2 separate regions of the Danio rerio genome follow, and region 1 is linked to region 2. A link is a contact called in public HiChIP or PLAC-seq data. All regions are on one chromosome and are shown on one strand. The core of a region is the stretch at or near the end of the contact, and the rest is flanking DNA. Distances in the headings are between cores, read along the strand shown. Region 1 holds the start of pet100 (PET100 cytochrome c oxidase chaperone). Region 2 holds the start of atp13a1 (ATPase 13A1).

The links. HiChIP or PLAC-seq counts read pairs in DNA pulled down with a chosen protein or histone mark.
Region 1: an H3K4me3 HiChIP or PLAC-seq map of embryo shows a contact between it and region 2, with 4 times the contacts expected there. The contact joins the promoter of pet100 here to the promoter of atp13a1 in region 2. A contact is called at or near these places in 2 of 4 datasets of contacts at active chromatin or transcription factors (embryo and gastrula embryo).

Annotation. Positions count from the first base shown.
Region 1 is chr3:55,761,028-55,767,967 of GRCz12tu, reverse strand. pet100 (PET100 cytochrome c oxidase chaperone) reads right to left here and starts at 1,874. Exons shown (of 4, transcript NM_001303057.1): 1 at 1,777-1,874; 2 at 1,479-1,565; 3 at 790-822. The coding sequence starts at 1,803. brd4 (bromodomain containing 4) reads right to left here. Exons shown (of 20, transcript NM_001111281.2): 20 at 6,892-6,940.
Region 2 is chr3:55,433,618-55,439,811 of GRCz12tu, reverse strand. atp13a1 (ATPase 13A1) reads right to left here and starts at 3,981. Exons shown (of 25, transcript NM_001001403.2): 1 at 3,550-3,981; 2 at 3,273-3,362; 3 at 1,342-1,605. The coding sequence starts at 3,870. chchd5 (coiled-coil-helix-coiled-coil-helix domain containing 5) reads left to right here and starts at 4,786. Exons shown (of 4, transcript XM_001334662.9): 1 at 4,786-4,886; 2 at 5,139-5,279. The coding sequence starts at 4,885.

The DNA of each region.
Region 1 (6,940 bases), core at 625-3,124, 330 kb before region 2:
AGTCTGTCTATTTGTCTATCTATCTATCTATCTATCTATCTATCTATCTATCTATCTATCTATCTGTCTGTCTGTCTGTCTGTCTATCTATCTATCTGTCTGTCTGTCTGTCTGTCTGTCTGTCTGTCTGTCTGTCTATCTATCAGTCTGTCTATCTGTCTATCTATCTATTGATCAGTCTGTCTATCTGTCTCTCTATCTATCTATCTATCTATCTATCTATCTATCTATCTATCTATCTATCTATCTATCAGTCTGTCTGTCTATCTATCTACCTACCTACCTACCTACCTACCTACCTGTCAGTCAGTCAGTCAGTCAGTCTGTCTGTCTGTCTGTCTGTCTGTCTATCTATCTATCTATCTATCTATCTATCTATCAGTCTGTCTATCTGTCTATCTATCTATCTATCTATCTATCTATCTATCAGTCTGTCTATCTATCTGTCTATCTATCTACCTATCTATCTATCTATCTATCTATCTATCTATCTATCTATCTATCTATCTATCTATCTATCTATCTATCTATCTATCTATCTATCGCTAGTCAGAATATGCATTAAAAAAAAAAACATTATTTCACCCATATTTTGCTACTTTATTTTTTTCGAGCTATTTAGAACACAATGAAAGCCACTAAAATTACCTTTGGACTCATAAACAAATACAGTAGATATTAATTTTACGCAATACATTATCTACTAAATGATCTGTTTATTTACACAAACCCCCAATGTGAAAGTTTGTTTACATCTAAAAGCTTGCAAATGAAAGAGAGAATACATACCTGCAGTTTCTCATCAGGCGGGAAGATCTCCCTCTAAAAAATATGTCACATAATAATATGATCACGCAATATAAAAACAAAAATAAAACAGCTAAATAACCATATATATATGAAGTCAATAGTAAAAATCATGCATCAAACAAAAGGTATAATGTTATTATTGTATAATATATAATGTAATATTAATGTTGGGTTGGAAACAAATTAAAAGTCCTCTTCAAAGTTATTTTCAGTTCTCAGGATTTGCATTAAAAACATGCTTTGAAAAATGAACATATGAAGAGTTCAGATGCAAAAACCTCTAAATTACATCTGACATTCTCTTCTAAAATGAGCATTTTTATCAGGCTCATGTGGGTAGGTTCAGTAATGCCACTTTTACAGCAAATAATACGGTCTTTAAAGTAAAATAACACAACATAAACAAAGGAGGATGAGAAAAATCTTCAATTTCAGATGGCACTTAGAGGTTTTTGCATCTGAACTCTTCAAATATTATTTGTTTTTTACTTTATATACTAACTGCAAAATGTCATGTACGTTAAGTATTTTATCATTTAGATAACTTATTTGTGGAGAAAATAGTAAATATGAAACATTTCAAAGTTTGAAAACGTGAAACGATCATAAAACCTTGTCAAAAAATGTAAGTTATAACATCACTTCATTAACTCTGACTAATAACCAACCTTTCTCTTCACGATATATTCCTCAAAATACTCGGCTTGGTTTGAAATCCAAAACATCGCCACTGGAAACGACAAATACACCATCATCTGTGTGGGGAAAATAATAATAATTAAGAATAAATATTAATACATGAATATAGATATTCACATGAACGCGCAGTGCCCTCTGTGTTTAGCAAAGCAGGACATTTACAGCTTCAGTTCGTCGTTTATTTCCCAAAAGCTGCATTAATATAAGTTCATATAGTTTTAGAAGAACATTATCAGCCTTCAAGCATAAATAAAACGTCAAACTCACCCTAAAAATCTCAATTTTAACCCCCATGTCCTACAGCTTGACAATCACACATTCAGGCACTTCCTGTTCCAGAATATGTCAAAATAAAGGTTCGGAATACGCACGTCTATGTACGTATACAGTATATCTGAATCAGGGAAAAGTCTTGATAGGATACAGCTGCGGATACGCACATTAATGCAGCATCATTTTTCGTGACGCTATTTTACAATAATTAATAGTTTTACAGTACTGTGACGGTAGGTTAAGGGTTTTGGTGGGGATAGACGTAAAAAATACAATTTACTGCGTAGCTTAGTGAACAGCGCTCGGTGAAAATAGCAATTTTACATTACTGTGACGGTTGAGTTTAGTGTTGGGGTAGACGTTATAATAAAATACAATTAATGGGAAATTTTATAAATAATATAAATAATTCTCGCTAACTTCCGCGGCCGCAACCGTATCAAGCAATAGTCACAGCTACATTATCAGCAAATCTTTATTTTTATTATCATTAATATTTAACTTTGCTGAGGGTTGGTATTTATTAACAGATATGTCCGTTGATTTACTGTAACCGACCGTCCAAACTCGAGTTGCTTCTCCAATAGATCTTAGCGGTGACGTCATCCGGCTGCAGGCTTATGAAAGCGCGTGCAATCGCTGAGCGGACACAGGTGCACGAGCATGATGAAAACACGCTGCAACTTTGCATCACACATCCCTCATACGCACCGAGAGAGACTCTCACTTGCTATTTAATCCCGGTGAGGACTCTCATAGACGTAATGATGTTTATTTTATCCCCATACCCCTAAAGCAAACCCTCACAGGAAATCATTTGCACTTATATTATTCACTCTATTCTGTTTGGCTTGCCTGTGGGGACCTCGATTTAGGTTGGTTGTTGCTAGATGACAGATCAGATACTCATTGCGTAGTTAACGAGAATTATTTGTATTATTTATTCAATTTACCATTAATTGTATTTTATTAACGTCTACCCTAAACCCATCCATCACAGTACTGTAAAAAACTGTTATTATAAACAATATTCTTCATATAATTTATTAAATTACCCAATAAATTGTATTTTATTAACGTCTAGCTCCACCCCAACCCTAAACTCAACCATCACAGTAATGTAAAATATTAATTAGTGTTATACAGTGTCATAAAAATTATGCTGTATTGATGTGCGTATACACCGCTGTATCCTATCTAGAATTTACCATATAGGTCCTCAAGTTGACAAGTAACCATAATGTCTGTGCGCATTCGAGTCATGTTAGAATACAGCTGCAGATATGTACACCAATATAGCATCATTATTAAACACTATATAACATTAATCAATCATTTTACAGTACTGTGACAGTGGGTAGACTGATAAAATACAATTTATTGGGTAAATTATTAAATACCATAAATAACACTGTAAAGGGTTTTACATTGCTGTGATGGTTGGGGTAGACGTTAATAAAATACAATTAATGGGAGATTTAATAATTAATAAAAATAATTCTAGTTAACTTCCGGCCACAATCATATCTGATCTAGCAATAACCGGTTTTAGTCCCCCAAAAATAGATGAAAATAACTATATAGTCACACTTATTGTAAGATATTTTCTATTTGGAGGACGATTGAAGGGGATAGTTCACCTAAATAAATGAATTTTAAAAAGTAAATAAAAATATAATTCTGTCATTATTAATGTTAACAAACACTTACTTCAAAATTGCTGCTGTTTTGCGGTTGACAGATCATAGGCATTCCTATTGCAATTTTGACTTTTTTTTCCCTTCAGAACAGCAACTATTTCTCGCAATACCGACTCTAGTTGTGACTGTAGATTATGACTAAACACAGTTGTGTGTTCATACGTTTTATAATGTTAAAAGTCAATTCTGACAATTATCTAATATGAATGGCACAATAAAGCCCTAGTTTATTCTGAGATATGAACTCACAATGTTTTTATTTTATGCTAAGATGTGTCAAATAGCTGTTTTTACACATTTTCTGTAATTATTTTTAGTCTTTGTGCATTACAGGTCTTTGATCTCTTCTGGAAACTTCACATGTTGAAAATTCACTCTGCAGTTTTGTTTTTATTCTATTTTTTCAGTTTTTGTTATTTAAATAAATCTTAATGCATGCAGTAATAGGAAAACAAATACTTTAACTGGCACCATTATCAAGAGAAATTACTGATCCACCCATCTATTTATCCATCCATGTATCCATCTATCATCCATCCATCCATGTATCATCCACCGATCCATCCATCCAATCATCCGTCCATTCATGCATCAACTTAACCATCCACCCATCCAATCATCCATCCAATCATACATCTATCAATCATCCATCCACCTTTCCATCTATCGATCCATCCATGTATCATCCACCCATCCATCCATCCATCCATCCATGCATCAATTTAACCATCCACCTGTCTATTCATCAAATGATCCATCCATCCATCCATCTATCTATCTATCTATCTATCTATCTATCTATCTATCTATCTATCTATCTATCTATCTATCTATCTATCTATCTATCTATCATCCAACTATCTGTCCATCCATCCATCCATCCATCCATTTATCCATCCACCTATCCATTTATCAATCGATCCATCCAATTAATCATAAATCCACCCATCCATCTAATCATACATTTATCCATTCATCAATCCACCACCTTTCCATTTATCGATCAATCGATCCAACCAATCATACATATATCCATCCATCCATGCATTTATTCACCCATCCACCTATCCATCCATCCATGCATCCATCTATCTATCTATCTATCTATCTATCTATCTATCTATCTATCTATCTATCTATCTATCTATCTATCTATCTATCTATCTATCTATCTATCTATCTATCTATCTTCCACCTATCCACCCATCCAATCATCCATCCAATCATCCATCTGTCCATCCATCCTTCTATTTATCTATCATACCATCTAATTATCTATCAAACCACCTATCCATCCATCAATCCATCCATCCCTCCCTCTCTCTCTCTCTCTCTCTCTCTCTATCTATCTATCTATCTATCCATCTATTCATTCATCTATCTATATCCATCCATCCATCCATCTAGATTTACACTACTTGGTCAAAAAATAACTTTGATCACTTGTAATCATCTGAAGTTGGAGCAGAGCTCAAGGTCCTATAATGAAAAAAGCACACATGAACCACAGAAACTGAATTTGTCATAAAAAACCAGCTGCCTTCTCAGTGAAAAACTAAATCTTGACTTTGTGTGAAATATGATGCAACGTCCTTTGGTGGCCAATGTTCCCCCCTGAGCTTTAATAAGGTGCCGAACAGTACCACAACCTCTTTAATGAGCAATATCGCTTATGAAAGCACACATCTCATCTATTTCCAACACGTCAAACCAATCTGAAAACACAATAACAGGTGGAGCGTGTTTAAAGCGGATAAATTATAAACGAGACGGGCTCATTTTTTTTTTCTTTCATTTTAATTTTCTATAAAAGAGATGAGTTTATTTCATGATCATAACAGATTGAACCATTGACCTCGATAGCCCACGCACATACCAAAACAGTAATCGAGGAAAATGTTAAACAAACCCCCAAAAAAACTGAACAAAAAAAAAATAATAATATTAATAAAAACCAAAAAACAAAACAAAAGAAAAGAAAATAACAAAATACCTGAATAAAGCAAACTCTCTGCTGAGCTGCAGGTCAGCACATTCTCCGGAGAATCCGAAATCTATGGCACATAATGTCCAACTGTTACCATGGAAAAGAAAATACATTTAAAGGCTCGCAGGAATGAAGTGTTTCTCTTCTTTGAACTTTTACAGACCAAATTAACCAAAGTAAAAGAGAGCTATATAAGTGGACTTCATGAGGAAGAAACAACAACAACAACAACGATGATGAAAAAAAAAAATGAATCTGCAAAGCAACATCATGGTTTAAATGAAGTGTTTTTGCGATTGAAACCTCCGGGTAAAACCACCCTTCCCCAGCCACATAAACCAAGGACACACACACACATGCACTCACACACACAGTCACGCAGTGATGATGATGATGATAATCGAACATCCTCTTAGCAGTTTTGAGAAAAGGAAAAACTAGTTGTTCGGTGTATACTTAAGAAGTCCAGCTAAAACTAGATTTAAACCTGAATATTGTAAATGGGTAAAATATAAAACGTTTACTTTCCTTTTTTTGTCTTTTAAACACAAGCTCTCTCGGTCCCCCAAACCACCCCCCCACTCCGCTTATTGACCGCGCCCCGCCCCCGCCCCACCCCAAACGTAATATATGCCAACTAGAATCGCAATACAATACAGGCACTGGAGAAAACACTATAAGAGAAAACTCAGAGGACCCGCCAAGGTCTCGAATTGTGCCCCCCGCCCCCCTTGCTGAGTCAAATAACAGAATTAGAACACATCCACTATAATCGAACAAGAACAATGATAAATCAGAATGGTTTGATTTTTTTTTTTTTTTTGTCGTTGACGAGTTTTTGTCGTTATATCTAGCACAGCGAACATCGTTTTCTCTCTCTCGGTTTGTCTGTGCAGTTGTAATAAATGATCTGTGAAAAGAAAAAGAGGAGTCATGCAGTAACCAGCTGAAAGCTCCGTTCGTGACGCTCTCCGATGCATCACACAGAGTTGCATGTTTTCCTTCTATACGTATAATACACTTAAAATAGTTCTGGCTTTCTTTAAATTATATTCAAATTAAACGATGCTCAGAAACCGCGCTTACAGGCTCGAGGATCCCCTCGCCAGGTGAAAACGATGAGCGATGAAAAGTACATCTTCGTCCTCGATTAACACTTGTCAGAATAATGCATATATTAGGGTTTATTTTCTACAAGGCTAGCTAAACTTTTAAATGACGAGTGGGGAGAACAAGAAAATATATTTATATATTTAGAAAGACATGTTAAGTGAAGCGTTTCGGGTCTCGGCTATCAGCGTAAAAGGATATGGGTGTTTGGCATAGACATCAGAGGGTAAGGTGTTGGTAAGAGAGTTAAAAACCTTAAAAAAACAAAACAAAAACAAACGAAAAAAGAAAAGAAAAACAAAAAAACAAACACAACCAACCAAAACAGTAATTAAGAAAATACCTTTTGTACAGTAGATCC
Region 2 (6,194 bases), core at 2,732-5,231:
TCCATTTAAAAGGAGAATTTTCAAAAGTAGTTTAGTCTAGTTGTTTGTTTATTTATTGTCACATCAGCAACCTGTAACTATTTCAGGGCAAGATCAATACACATAAACAATACATGATCAGAACAACTTCATAGTTCATTTAGAGATGAACAAATATAGAAATAGAAATCAATAGAAACATAAATATAGAAATAGAAATAAATAAATAAATACAAATTCACAAAAATGGTATATTAAAACATAAATATAGTTTACTTTAATTACACGTATACTTGATTTTTGGACTTTCATTAAATAATTCAGATTCAACATACAGTTGAAGTCAAAATTATTCGCCCTGCTGTGAATTCTGGAGAAAATCTTATTTGTTTTCTAAGGCAGTTTTTATTTATTTTTTAACCATTTTAAGGTCAATATTATTAGCCCTTTTAAGCCCACTATTTTTACCTACTGTTTACAAAACAAACCATCATTATACAATGATTTGCCTTAACTTGCTTAATTCATGGTTTCTGCAGGTTTCAGCAAGTTAAATTTAAGAATGAATGAAATTTTAAACTAATACAGGATTAAACGCTAGGAATTTTTTTTAATGGCCCATAGAAAAAAGATCTTTATTTGCACAATCAAACTTTTTTAACAATTTAATACTATAAATTATAAATTATTTTAATTAAATAATTAAAATTTTAATTTTAGTTAACTCTAAGCCAAAATATTTTACATTTTGTGTGAAAACAACCAAGCTGTAGTTGTATATATGCCCTTTTTTAACATAACTTTTCTTAAAGTAAAAAGTAATTATAATAAACTAAATGTATGCAAAACAGTCTGTTCAGGTCCTCAACAGTAAATACATAGAGACTTTTAAACAAATGTTATTGCAAGAAAAATAATTAAACTACAACGGTAAATAGAGTTCAAAATCCCATTGTTATTGAGATGGATTATTGGTGATTGAATGGGTGCTGGCCCGATTGGGTTTGTCCTGTTTAAAAAGATTTAAGACCTACAACACAATATTTCTGTAAATTTAAGACTATTTAAGACCTAACATTTTTTTTATATTAAAGACATTTTAGGACCTCGCAGAAACCCAGTTAATTAGCCTAGTTAAGCCTTTGAATGTCACTTTAAGCTGAATATTAGTAAATATCTAGCAAAATATTATGCAATGTCATCATATGTTAGTGGGAAAAATATACAGGGGGCTAATATTTCAGGTGGGATAATATTTCTGACTTCAACTGTAATCCAGCTTATTATTTCTATTGCACATGCCATCAATCCAGTATAAAAAGCTTGATGGTAAATATCCACTAAACCACAAATGTACAGTACCTGGAAGACAAAGAAGGGTGCTGTGGCTCTCTCCTTGAAGAGCTCCAGGAAGTCCGGCACCACCATTTCTGCACGGTTGGTGCCATATCGCTTCTCCGCGGCCCGCAACTGAACCTCCTCCTGATAGCCTCTCCAGTTCTGGAAATGGCTCATGGGAAAGCTGATGGGAAACGCCACCGGCAGAAACTGCTTCTTCTCCTCGCCGTCGTACACATAACAGATCTTCTGGAACTCAAAGGACAGGATTTCTGCTCCATCCTCATCCTACCAAGAGAAAATAGGAAACGGTTTTTGATCTCGTATGATCTACAATCATGTATATAAGCCATGGCCCAGTATAAGTTTCAGACATTATAATAACCTTGGATAAAAATACCACAGTTTCATGGTATTGTGATTACTGTTCTAAAAAAAGTTCTTTTTAAATGTCTGGGTAAAAAACAACTTTATTCCACTTTATTATTATATTTTTCATAAATTGTAACAGTAAACATGTCAGGCTAAATAATAAACTTAAATCATTGACTTCTGCTGTCTTCATTAGTTTCAAAAACACAGATTTCTTTACAGCACATTTTAGAAAAGCACATTAAAAAAACCTTACATATACCTTAGGAACGATATAACAGAAAATGTAAGCGGTTATAAAAAGCTGACTTTTCCAAACCACGGTAAATCTTGAAACCGGTTATCGTCCCATGCCTAATGTATACATGCATTTCTGTACTAAAAGTGCATTTAATAACTTTTGTTAACTAAATTTAAAAAACAAATCACAAAAAAAACCACATGTATAATATATTTGTATGGAATTTGATAATTATGTACCCTCTTCCCTTTTTTTATTATCGCTTTTTGTTTATTTTTCTCTTTTCTTATTGAATCCTTGTTAAGAAATGTGAAGGGATTTTGTTTTATAATTTATAATGAATCTGTACATACAGATTCTTGTTAATGAAACAAAACAAAAAAAAAAAAAGGTAAAAAATTTGTGCTGCACAATATATCGTTTGAGCATCGATATCACAATGTGTACGTCCGCAATAGTCACATCGCAACATATGTAATGTTGAGTTAGGATTATAGAGGACCAGGAACCACAGGTCAAAACACATGAGATTTGTGAAGACTCTGCAGAAGTTAAGCATAATAGAGTAAAAGTTAATTATCCTCACGTGTTTTTAAGGCCTGTGACTATGTAAGCATTTTAATAGAGCAGTTTAATAAAGAGTTTAATAAAGATTCCTTTTATTGAACAATTTATATGATGAAGTCTATGCATTGTTAATTTACATCTGATTATTCAATTTCCTTAACCGAATACTGTTAAACCATAAATCACTGTTTATTTCACTTTAATACTTGCTCCATTGTGTTTATGACTGTATTTTGTTAATTGTACTGTATGTATATAATAAATTACATAAAATATATTTATATTTCACTCCCCTATAAAATCATCCCAATCAATCTAAAGTCTTTGCAAAAAAAGTAATTAAGGTCATTTGGTGAATTTATATCCCAATGTATTTTATTATATACATCACAATATATATCGCAGATAATAAAATATTGCAATGTCACTTTCACAAACACTTTCATAATGACTTATGAGATACTTAGTTCCTATTATCAATTTGTATATACATAGTTTTAACATATATTTGTATAATTGTCTAAATAAACAAGGGCATAAGTCTGCATCCCATGACTGAGATTTTAAACACATCCATTCCATCCTTACATAAACGTAACATTATATTATTTCAAATATTTCTATCTTTGTATACAAGACAAATTGCAGGTAACTTAAAGATGTATCTCATTTGGTGCCAGAAAAACCCCTAAAATAAAACATTAAAGAACATTAAATATTACTAACACAAGATACAGTGGATCGTTTTCCGTAACAAATTAGCTTATTATCTCACCTTATCCCTCAGAAGAGGCACTAATTCTGCTGAGCCATTATTGGGTGTTGGTATAACTTTTGCAAATGTGGCTTTGGCTGGATCAGACTCCTGTTAGAGACATAATTTCATAATCACAGTCAACTTTTACATTGAGAATCTGCCAAACATATGTTAGACATTATCACCGAAACAGACCCGTAAATAAAACCAATCACTAAAAATGTGTAATTCCGTCAAAACACCGTTTCTGTTTAACGTTTACATAAAGCAAACATGTTTTATTTGTCATTTTCACCTTCGAGCAGGTGAGCAGGCAGTGCGCGTGCACGGACCAGTATCCAGAAAGCACCGTCAGGACGTGCGCGATCCCGAGAGCTGCGAGAGCCAGCAGTCCGGCCTCAACGTACTCCGCTGCCCCGTAAACACCAAACCACGTATATAAACAGGCCGGGTAGAGGATGAGGAACGGGAAGACCGTCCCGTGCAGCACGCGTGGCCTGCGGCTGTGGAGAGACACTGCTCTCACCAGGTCGTCGCTCGGCGCGCGCGTCCGCGTCCCCGCCGGCCCATCAACGCCGTCTGCGGCCATATTTGCCCCCTTTTTAGCTTCATCCATTCTTCCTCCTACTCTCCACCTCCTCCTTGCAGGCGCGGGTGGTAAAAAGGCAGCTTTGCACCGGCCTGTTGTCTGCCCACTCCACAGATTTCTGAAAAATTTCAGACACACACACGACAGCTTCCGCGTACGCAAGCACGTACGCCGGTGACGCAGTATCCGGTCCATGTCGTTGCCTGGAAATTTTTTTCGAAATGATTTTAAGATTTTTTATTTATTTATGACATGTCAAAATATAAATAAACACCAGTGGATACACAAATTTGTGCACATTTTTTATCTAAATTATACCATGAAAAAATAAATGCGACATTTATCTATAATTATTTGTGAATATGTACTTCTCTTAGTTACATTGCATTTATTTGTAGTCATTACAGAACTCTATTCATTTATTTACGAATTTATTTGTTTATTTTAATAATGTTTAAAAAAATTTAATATATTAATATGAAACACTTATAAGTTATATATTAATACATTTACATATTTATGAATTATGTAATATTTTTTATTTGTTCGTTTAAAATTATTAATGCATTTATTAGCTTGCAATCAAATTTGTATCTGTTTCTTTGTTTTATTGCATGGTTTTACTTATCTTAATAAATTGTTTGTATGTTAATTATTAATCTTATTAATTTATGATTTATTTTATATTTTTATGCATTAAACATTTATATATATTAAATATTCATTTGTACATTTATTTATACATTTATTTGTTATTATCTAAGTTTGTAAACTTTTTTCATACATTTCCACGGTCCCCATAAGCGCATAAAAGTGACGAAAAAAATTAAGTGCAAAGATAAATTAATTTATTAAAGTCACGCCCATTCTTTCAACCTCCCAACAGAAACCACCAATAGGACCACGGTAAGTGTAAAAATGGACCAATCACATTCCTCCGGCGGGAGCGTGGACGTTTCCCTGAACATGTGCGTGCGTGATATTCGGCTTAACCTTCATTCATTCACTACTAGAAGCGGCTGAAAATCAAAGGAGTTCAACATGTGAGTAAACAGCTGTGACCTACAGCTGTGTGTTTAATCGCTTATTCGACATGATGTGTGATAAATCTATCCTTCTTTACGCTTCAACACGACTACAAAAGCCAGAGACCAAGCTAAACTTTATTAGCTAAATGAACTAGCATTACATGAACCGCAATGTTTATACGGTCGTGCTGTTTGTTCTTGACCGCTGTTGATGTCGTATTGTAGTCTGCATGTAATATAGCGTAATAAAATCTCTTTTACTGTCAGGGAAGCAGCAATGGCCATCACGACCAAATTCTGCCAGAAGGAGCTGGAGGAGTACGGCGGATGCGTGGTATCCAATCCCACATCCTGGCAGGAGAAATGTCAGGAGCTGAAGCTGAGGGTCGCGCACTGCACATCCTCACAGTATGTGCACAGACAGACACACATCACATACATGCTGAACATCAGCAGCAGCAGCAGGCTTTCAGACTCAAGCTTTCAGTTTGGAATAAAGTGATAGTTCACCTCATGAATGAATATTGTCATCATAATAGTTCTCATTACTGATTGTTTAATAATTCTTAGTCACAGAAGACATCATAAAACTAGACCACAAAGCTGAAGAAACACACACATCACGGATGTGCACATCACATACGTACTGTTCATCACCAGCAGCATCATGCTTTCAGTCTCAAGCTTTCAGTTTAAAATAAAGTAATTGTTCAACCTTTAAATTATAATAGTTTTCATAAGGCAACAAAGCTGAAGTAACACACACACACACACTTATACATATATTCATATTATAATGTTTGGGGTTCGAAGAACAAAGAAATTTATTTGTTTTCAGCTTTGTTGTCTGTTGTTTTATGATGACCGCACACGGTTTATTCCACCACACAGGATGAAAATGCCAAAAACCATAATAATATTTAATGTTCTTCTTTATCAGTCTGACAGCTGTGCTAGTGAAGGTAAAATCTGAGACAGAATGTTGCAAATTATTTAATATATTTTAGTTTTCATTTCTTAAAGTTGTATTAGGTTAAATAAAATATTAAATGTACAATGTTTTGGCTATTTGTGTATGTTTTATTCATACGTTGCTGGGTATGAAATATTAAATATTAAGTAGAAAACAGCATATTTTATGTCACAAATCTTTACATTAATAATGCTTTTTAAACATCAAAATAAATAAATTAAACATGCAATTATGCATTAAATACATTTCCCCCCACATACAAAACGTGTGACATGCTAAAAATGTTAATAATAGTGAAAAAAAGATTATATATATATACAGTGCTCAGCATAAGTACACCCCAGTTAGAA